2 separate regions of the Rattus norvegicus genome follow, and region 2 is linked to region 1. A link is a contact called in public Hi-C data. All regions are on one chromosome and are shown on one strand. Each heading gives the region's core, a stretch centred on a gene start, on an enhancer-like site or on the middle of the called end of the contact. The rest is flanking DNA. Distances are from core to core; before and after follow the strand shown. Region 1 has its middle 49 kb from the start of Lrig3. Region 2 overlaps Lrig3 (leucine-rich repeats and immunoglobulin-like domains 3).

Region 1 (4,642 bases), core at 912-3,411:
TGATTATTGGTACCACAGATTCTCACATTCTTAATCAGTTCCACCTGGCCAATAAACAGTAAAGCCAGGGTAGCTTCTCTTCTTCGTGGGTTTCCTACTTTATGGGTAGTAAAGCTGTCTTTGGTGTGATTTAGGAATCCCTTTGATGCCTGCTAGTTTACTGTATTGATATTTCAGGAGTGTTGGGAGTTGCCCCTGAGACTTCTCTAGGGTCCCCGTGGTCTGTGGCAGTGTGGTAGTCTGAATAAGTCATGGGGGGGACACAGCTGGGAATACTTCTTCTTGTACCTAACCCGATGAGGAGACAATTAGAAGTGTTCTTGTTTCAACATGCTGGGTCAGAGGTGGTGGCTAGGTAGGTCCTTTTTAAACCCAGAGGAAGGAACAAAAGAGAAGTGGAAGACGATACAGAAAAAGGAGAGGAAAGATGAAGGATGCTTTTGAATGCTGCGAAAACTCTGAATTGTGTGCTTGAGATGGTCCTGTGTTTAAAGTCACGGCTGTACAAATCAATCTGCTGCCCTGCAAGTTAAAAGAGAGCAGGAGGAGGGGGAGGAGGGAGAGCAGAGGAGCGGGAAGGAGGGAGGAGGGGAAAGCTGTGCCTCCTATAATTTCAAGGAAAGAGAAATATGGGGACCATTCTGTTTTCTCTTTTTAAGCTCTAAGCTTGAGGTCTTTTTATTTTCACTGTCTGGTTTGGATCACGCGTCGCTACTTCTCGGGGCTTGGGGGAGGTGTTTTTTTTTATTTTTATTGGTCTTTTTTTATTTTAATTTTTTTCCTAACCAATATGTGAAGGGCTTTTGAAGTGGAAAGGATTAAACAGTGTGAGAGGTTAGTTCAGTTCATAGGACACATACGTAAAATGAGAACGGGTTAGGAATTTGCACAACTTTGCGTGGCACATTTATTTAAGCAATGCATTTAGATCATATTTATCAATAATTGTTACAGTCGGGACTGGTTTGAAACAGTTCTACAGCACAGAGTCTTTCTTTGTGTTAGTAGTAGATATCAATCTGTAATTAATTATTTGGGTCACTTCTTGAAAAGAATGAGTGTCCTCTGCCTTATTATTACATTTATTATTACACCATTGTCATGCGTTAATTACAGGTAGTAGTATTAATTATCCTTATTTATGAAACTGAGGGATGTTCTGTAGTAAATGAGAGAAAGCTCCCCTTTGGGCTTCCTGCTCAAAGCTTATTCAACCAAACACATGGGCATTGTCAAGGTTTAGAGATCTAAATTTTCTCCTAAGTACCTTTTTCTCAAATACATTAAATTAATGTATTAAAATAAATTAATTAATTCTTAAAATATTTGTGTAATTAAAATATTACTCAGGTTAGATTTATTAATCTATTTTGCAAATAGTGAGAAAACTATTAGAGATAGACCACGTGGCATGTTATGAATGGGCATAATGTATGTGTGTGTGTGTATGTGTGTGTGTGTGTGTCCATGTGTGTGTATCCATGTGCATTTGTGTGTGTATATGTGTATGTATGTGTGTGTGTGTGTGTGTGGTATGTATGTGTGTATGTGTGTGTGTATGTGTGTATGTATGTGTGTGTATGTGCATATGGCATGTGGTATGTATGTGTGTATGTGTGGTGTGTGTGTATGTGTATCGTGTATGGCATGTATGTGTGTGTGTATGTATATCGTGTATAGTATGTATGTGTGTATGCATATCATGGTATGTATGTGTGTGTATGTGTGTATGTGTGTGTGGTGTGGTGTGGTGTGTGTGTGTGTGTGTGTGTGTGTGTGTGTGGTGTGGTGTGTGTGTGTGTGTGTGTTTATAAGATGATCCATTCAACATCTACCTAGAAGCTACTATAAGAATTATTTCTGGCACCATAAAATCATGGAATTCATTCCCTTAGTCACTATATGGTATTAAAAAGTGATAGACTTTCAAATAAATAATCACGATAAAAAGTGATCCTGGGACAGTTGAGACAGGATCCCTAGCAGAGAAGTTTTGAAAACAGCTTTGGTCAGAACACATCAGAGGAAAATACTGGAATTCAAAGACAAAGTCTGTAAAGAGCCCAGGGAATCATCGTCTGAGAACAACCAGGGTACAGGTGCCGAGGACAGGAGCTGAGACAAGCCGCTTCTTTTCCTGCTGAGATGTTACTCATTATCTACTTAGGCACAAGGAGGCCCGTTGACCCTTGTCATTGATCTTCTACTCCCGGTAGATAATTAAAGTGTGTTAGAGCAGAGGAGAGAGAAACACAGTGAGTCTGCACTAGAATGTGGGTCTCCTGGCAGCTCTTCATGACCATGCTCCTCAGGTCTGAGGTAGATTCTGTCTACTTAGATGGAATCCTTTACTCATACCTGCATCAGTATCTTCCTAGTTTCTAACTTGAAGTAAAATGTTTGATACCTTGTTGCTAAGTCAGCACATCTAAGGAACTTCTTATATTTATACAAAGTCAGTATTTCAGACGATCTTAAACAAGAAAATAATGGGCATTGATAAAACAGGGTTTCAGTAAATTATGGTATGAGGGAGAAAATATTTTATTTTGTTATGTGTCTATATGAGTTGCTGTTTATATAATACTTTCCCTCATGTATTTCTTCATGGACATAAACCTTACTTAAACACTATCAGTTTCCTAGTTGAAAATGATAAGCAAGAGATCTTCAGCTGCATTTCTATATTATGAACTCTGACACTTGTCATATATGGGATAGACAGAGACAGAGAGGAGAAAGGGAGAGAGGGAGAGTGAGAAGAAGAGGGAGAGGGAAAGGGAAAGGGAGAGGGAGAAGGAGAGGGAGAGGGGCCAAAGTACATTTGGAATATGTTTTCTTTATTTGTTTCTTTGTTTCCTTGTTTGTCTGTTACTTTCTTTTTTGGTTTAACACAATGTAAAGCTTTGACTTATGAAGTGAACAAGACAAGAGTGAAGTTTTCTGTGGAAACTTGAAACATTTTGGTCTGAATTGTATTGAGTGAAAGCCAGCTTATTTAAAACATAAAACAGAAAATATTTTTATATGACCATTAAAAATTCTCATCTAAGAGAATAAATGTTGAGCTATATAATATTTTAATGTAGTGAGGATATGATCTGAACACAAATTCCTTAACAGAGTCGAAAATCAATTAAAGATATAATTTGTGGGATTATATTTGCTACCTAGCTCCCTGAGCTTTAGTTAATTTTTCCTTCTACTCCACATAGGCTCTGTTCTTTGCCACTGTTTCATTCATCCCAGATAAAAACAATAACGGATGCTCTTACAATTCACTGTTGCTGTCTTCTGTCCTGCCTGCTGTGAGCTGCTGCAAACTCGCTGGCAAATGCCTGCCAAGGGACCTGTAATGACTTAATTACGGTGAGATGCGTGGAGGCTCCCCGGCCATTGCTTCCTGCACAATTTCAACACTGAGAGAAACAAATTAGGTAGATGGCCATGAGATCATCCCGGGACAGATGCCTTAGTCACCCAACCCTTAACCCGCCCAACCAGAGGAGTAACCTGGTCACACCTGGAGTTGCCCCTGTGATTTCTGGAGACCTCAGCAACATTCCAGAACCTTCCCTCAAAGCTTTGGCTTTGCTTCGAGGTTAGCACCCGGCTTGCATTCCAAACCCCAGAGCATTTTGTTTCCTTCTGGACTTGGTAATTAGATGGTCTCAGATGCATCGCTACTACTGGAACTGGAACAGAAAAGAAGCTGGGTTTGTCTTTTTTTTTTTTTTTAAAGAGATCTTAGAACGTGGCCTCAAATCTCTGCCGGGTTCTCCAGAGTGCTGGAATTACAGACGCGGGCTGGAGCACAAAGCTCACTTACAATTGCTGATGTGTTCTCTAAAGCAATCACTAGAAATGTTCACAGCACTCTGAGCTCAGCAAAAAAAGGACCTGGTCAAGGCAGCCTGTGCCGCCTGCTTTTTCTTCTGCCTGAGTGGATGCGCTCCCAATACTGTCAGGAGTTCTTAAATGTGTCCTCTGCTTTGTTGACCACTGACTCACCAGACTTCCAGAGCCTACATGCCCCAGACTCTTTCTTGACTGTTAGATTCTTGGACTAAGGAAAGTTTCGGATATGCCTGACCACTAACTACATAAATCTCGTGGATCATCAGGTGAGCTACTGTGTATCTTCAGCAACACCACACAGGTCTGCAACTGGAGCCAAGGGAGAGTGTAACTCTAGAAAATTGGTTTAAATTATCCTGACACGGCTTGTGGCTTGTTCATCTGGGGGTGTATTTAACCCGGGGGTTGGGGGTGGGGAGGGTGGAGGGATGGGGAGGGAATTTCCATACAAATCGCACCATCTTCCTTTATAGAGACCGAACATCCAAGGAACGACGGCAGAGGTGAGAAGAAATGTTTACTCTGGCCTCTTCTGTATTATAGCACTTGAAAATCTCGGCTTCTATCATTGTCATGTGATCAGTTGTGGAGAAATAACTTTTCTTCTGTTATGCCCCTTCTATCATCATCTGACAAAAAAAAAAAAAATCCAGAAAGAAAAATCCCAAAATCCAGGAATCAAGTCAGCCTTTGAGAAAATCCTGCAGTCTAAAGTGTCTTTCACTGTGGAAGAACCGACAGCGAAGAGGCAGTATATTTTATCTTTTGTCTCAATTAAATTCTC
Region 2 (4,642 bases), core at 609-3,108, 82 kb before region 1:
TGATGGACAGTGTACTCATTTGAGAATTCACAACTATAGCATAGTGTGAAGCCCTTCAAAATGCTGGCATTAAAGACAGTCGCTTCTACAGAGTGATCATTTCTGATGTGTAACAGTCAACAAAATTTGCACATGCTTATCTGGATATCAAAATGAGTAGTCAGACAAATTCCAGGATTGAATTTTCTTCCTTTCATCCAAGGAAGAGAGACAAGGTAACTAATATTCACAGGTTATGAACAATACCACTTGCTTGGAGGAAAGACCAAGGGCACAAACACATGTCATACCTACTCCTAACTCTATAACGTCAGCGGATGGATCTGACTTCAATTAAGACAATAATTTTAATTCATAGAGGAGGCAAATTATACTCACAGTTGCCTCAATTTGTCCAGCCCAGAGAATGCTCCATTCATGTCTTCGATGGTCCATGAAATTTCATTGTTCCTCAGATCCCTACAGAAAACACAGTCTTCTCTTTAGAGACACTTTTCAGAAACCTCAGATGCTACCCAGGTGGCGTGCCATTTATATCGGAAGCCTCCACCTTCTTCACCCACTTCAGAAGAAGAAACTCAGTTCTCCAAGGTGCCTCTCAACCTTTTAAAAACTTCCCCAAACTGAGACAGTAACCCTGGCCCTTAAGTCTTCTATAAAGATGGCTAAACTCTTCAGTCTCGAATAACTTGAAAAATACACTAAAATTTAAAACCAAGTTCCCATCACAAAGACAGACCCGAGCCAAAGCATATAGCATGTCTTTCCACTCTGTAATGGGTCAAATGGAACAGAACGCAGATTTGTGAGTGCAAAATCCTGAAGCCCATGGCACAGCATTAAATTAACGTCGGAGAGATTTTTCAAAAGGTCAGTTAATTCAATACATTTTTTTCCTTAGGACAGAAGTCAGGGGGTGGGAACCAGAAGAATAAACATTCAGCTCCCTTAAGGCCGTTCTACAGTCCTCTTTGCTCTGACTTATTTTTAATCTATATTTTATAAAGAAAAAAATTAGTGGACTTAAAATTATTTTTTTTTCTTCAGCAGTTCTGGACTTCCTAGCAAGGCTGTGAAGGAGGGAGGCTGCAATCACCGGGCAGGCTGATCAGCGTCCTTTCAAAATCCCTTTAAGAAACACACATGGATGAAATGGATCTATTCTAATCAGACTGCTCTGGGAAAGATTAAGAGCCCACTTTTGAGGCTGTACACATTTCCTCAACAACAAAGAAAATCTGTTGGGAGAAAAGTGGGCACATTTAGGAACCAATTAGGCTCGTGTACCAAGAGCAAAATGTGTAACTTACAAAGTCTTTAAACTGGAAAGCCCCCGGAAGGCACAATCAGCAATGTAGCTGACTTTGTTATTCCCAACGTGGAGGGCATTTAGTAGGCTTAGGCCAAGGAAGCTGGAATCGTCTAGCCTGGATAAGTGGTTGAAAGTCAGGTCTCTGCAAAGAACAACAACAACAACACAAAGCTTTTACCTTTCCATTCAACAGGCTAATCTGTTTTCTAAAGACATGTAATAAATGTAACTACAATAATCACGTTTTAACATTCTGCCTTCCAGTATCCAGGTAAACATTACTTCTAAGCCCAGTAATTAAAATTAGATAAATAGTCCATGAAACAATGACTTCTGTCAACTCCACAAAGAGCAGTCTTGGCGTCCTTGTATCACAACCGAAAATACAGTATCAAGGGCACCCGGGGAAAGTCTCTGTCGCCTTGGCAACTTTGTTACCAAAATTTCACAGATGACCAGTAAGAAACTCATGCTCCAGCAGGATCCCTGCCCTTGAACCTGAGGAGAATAAAAGGCAACTTACAGCTCACTGAGTTTCTGGCAGAACTCCCAGGCGTCCGGGCTGATCCTGTTGATGGCATTCTGGCTCAGATGAAGCTCCCGTAGCATCAACAAGCCATAGAGCCAGCCTTTGGTAATCTCGGTTAGGTTGTTATGGTCCAGCTGCCTGCATGTACGGTGAGAACCAAAGGCGGGATTCAGAGTCCACGATCTACTCCTCTCTTCAAAGACATGCATGGCGGGCTGCACACAACTTACGACATAGCCCTAATGTCGTTAATGTGTCTAGATATTTGGCTTTGCTATAGAAGGAGATCAGCAAAAGATTCATGCAATTCACCTGAAACATAACTAAATGATTATGGCTGTAGGGCATGAGGATTTAATGCGGCTCTTCAAAGGGGAGCTACCTAGTGTCCATGGAGGATTCGGGGGTCACTGCATCTGAGTAGGGAACCGCGAGAACCCACACTTACAGGATTTCCATGTTGCTCAGCCCCCAAAAAGCTCCATCCATGAGCTTAGTCACTCCATTTCTTTGCATTTTCAGGGACTTCAATGCGCCAAGCCCCTGGAATGTGAGTCCATCCACGTTCTTAATCTTGTTTCTGTTCAGTTCACTGTGTTGGAAATTACAATGAAGCCGTTAATTCATGTGTCAATTAAATCCTAAAGGTAATAAAATGGGTCATACACTGCAATACATCTAACCCAGTCAGCACTAAAACTGCAAGAATGTTTTGAATTTCCCAGGCGTTTTATTGATAAGAATTTCATTTCTTTCCCCTCCAATGTATTACAGGGAGTGAATGTCTATGTAAAACACATGATATATATATATATATATATATATATTTGGAATAATACAGGAAACACGTTGGATTTTCACTTCTAAACTGTGGTCCGCTCAGGATAGCAGTTAACAAATTGATATTCATCCTTCGTTGATGCAGAGTGAGAGAGATAACCATTCCAGGAAAGCAGGAGGGCTACCCCGGAGTGGTGTAGAAACCCTGCTCTGTGTGTATGCAAAGCTGGTTAGCATCATTTCCAATTAAAGTTCAGTTTGGTAATTTCCTGTAGGCTACAACACTCTCTATTTCTGCTGAACACTAGAACCACCTAGGGAGCTTTAAAAGTTCCCGAAGCCCGAACTGCAAACCCCAGAGGTTTAAGTATAACTGGTGTAGGGTGCAGCCTGGGCTCTGGGGTTTTGAAAAGCTCCCCAAGTCTCTGTAATGTGCAGCCAAGGTTGAAAAGTGCCGTTGCGGGAGCCTTTTCACAAACCATTCTACCATTCTTAACAAGACAGTTCTTTACAGCCACTTAGGCTATCAAAGCATCCCGGAGTTGGTCTTATTATTCTCATAAACCACAGCTATTGAGAGACGTTGTGGTTTCCCCAGGTCCACAATGGCACCTTTGTGAAGGGGCAACACGGTGATCACCCTACTCCTTCAGCCACAGTCTAACACATGTCCTATCAGGCAGCAGCTGGCATGAGGTAATTGGCAAGCCTTTTCCTAATCAGGAGATTCCACCCCTTGCGCCATGAAAGGGAGGGCAGTCACTTGCTTGCCTCTAAACTTCTCCTGTCCCACTGTGGGCATCAGACACAGACCCCAGAGGTTTAGAGGAAATAAGGTGATATCCAAGAGGCCACATTCACTTACAGGTGCTGCAGCTGAGGCAATTTAAACATTTTGGGGGGGATGGCTGAGATGCGGTTCCTGTTCAGCTTCAGCACCAGGAGAGTGCTCCCCAAATTGTCAAAATACCCCGGTTCCATGGACGTAACTCGGTTGCTATTGATATACCTGTGGAGAGTTTGAAGGTTAGCAGAGGCTTACTCAGGCTTCTTGGGGACGTTAAATTCAATCTCCCCATTGCCGAGAGTCTCCAGAGAACCTGACCATAAGTGCACCCTTACAATTGTTACTACTGTTCCCCGCGAACAAATGAAGGTTTACACCTATGGGCTCGGATATGCCTCCGTGGCAGAGTGCTCACCTGGAATGTGTGAAGAAGCCCTGGGTTTCATATCCAGGACCAGAAAAATAGTAACTAAAAATAGAAGGATTCATCCATTGTAGTTTTAATATGAAATGTCCCGTGTAGGCTCATGAGTTCCAACACTTACTGTCCAGCAGGTGGCACTCTTTCGGAAGGTTGTAGAACCTTTGGGAGGTAGGGCCTAGCTGGAAGTAGACCACAGAGGGCAGGACTTGGAGTTCTATAATCTGGCCTGATTTCCTGACCACAACGTGACAGGGCTGCCTGCCACTTCTCCCAGCATGCCCTCCCTGCTAGGGTAAGACTTGAACTGTCAGTCAGAATCAGCCCTCCTCCCCTCTAATGGCATCTTGTTAGGAATTGGGTAAAGGCAGCAGGCAAAGTAACTAATACCCATATACTGACAGCAAAGACAGACAGACCTCTGAAGGAGACAGATATCTGTTACATATATATACTGCATTATATATACTTTGTGTGGAATTTGTTACCAATGCCCTATTTGGGGCATTTTTAAAGACTGTGATACAAAATTGTAAGAAAGAAGATTGAAGCTATTCAACCTATTCAAGTTGATAAGAAAGTTATATTCCAATCAACAGCAGTAAAATTGGGTTCCCTGAATCATAAGCACGCCCCCGCCCCAAGTTATAACAACGTTGTCACTGTGGGGGTAATTTTACTCACAGATACTTGAGTTGTAAGGGTGGAAATGCTGTTCTGAGTTCTGAAATGTTGTTGTTGCTCAGGTCCAAAGTCTCCAGGGACTGAAATGCTTCCAGCTGCTCAGGGAGGATTTTGTCGATGGCGTTCCCT

Evidence for each region. A called contact is a pair of places that touch in the nucleus more often than the background predicts.
Region 2: a contact with region 1 is called in a Hi-C map of kidney, with 2.5 times the contacts expected there. The contact joins two enhancer-like sites. A contact is called at or near these places in 2 of 12 Hi-C or Micro-C datasets (the A7r5 cell line and kidney).

Annotation. Positions count from the first base shown.
Region 1 is chr7:63,649,985-63,654,626 of GRCr8, reverse strand. No RefSeq gene overlaps it. Among named protein-coding and RNA genes, the nearest start is that of Lrig3, 49 kb to the left of the region's middle. Within about 2 kb of position 2,161, at least 1 of the 93 cell types and tissues checked has an H3K27ac peak or open chromatin away from gene starts, as enhancers often do. A contact at or near this core is called in kidney, where this site is marked.
Region 2 is chr7:63,731,582-63,736,223 of GRCr8, reverse strand. Lrig3 (leucine-rich repeats and immunoglobulin-like domains 3) reads right to left here. Exons shown (of 19, transcript XM_216905.11): 4 at 4,514-4,642; 5 at 3,487-3,630; 6 at 2,290-2,433; 7 at 1,836-1,979; 8 at 1,311-1,454; 9 at 379-459. Among named protein-coding and RNA genes, the nearest start is that of Lrig3, 32 kb to the right of the region's middle. Within about 2 kb of position 1,858, at least 6 of the 93 cell types and tissues checked have an H3K27ac peak or open chromatin away from gene starts, as enhancers often do. A contact at or near this core is called in kidney, where this site is marked.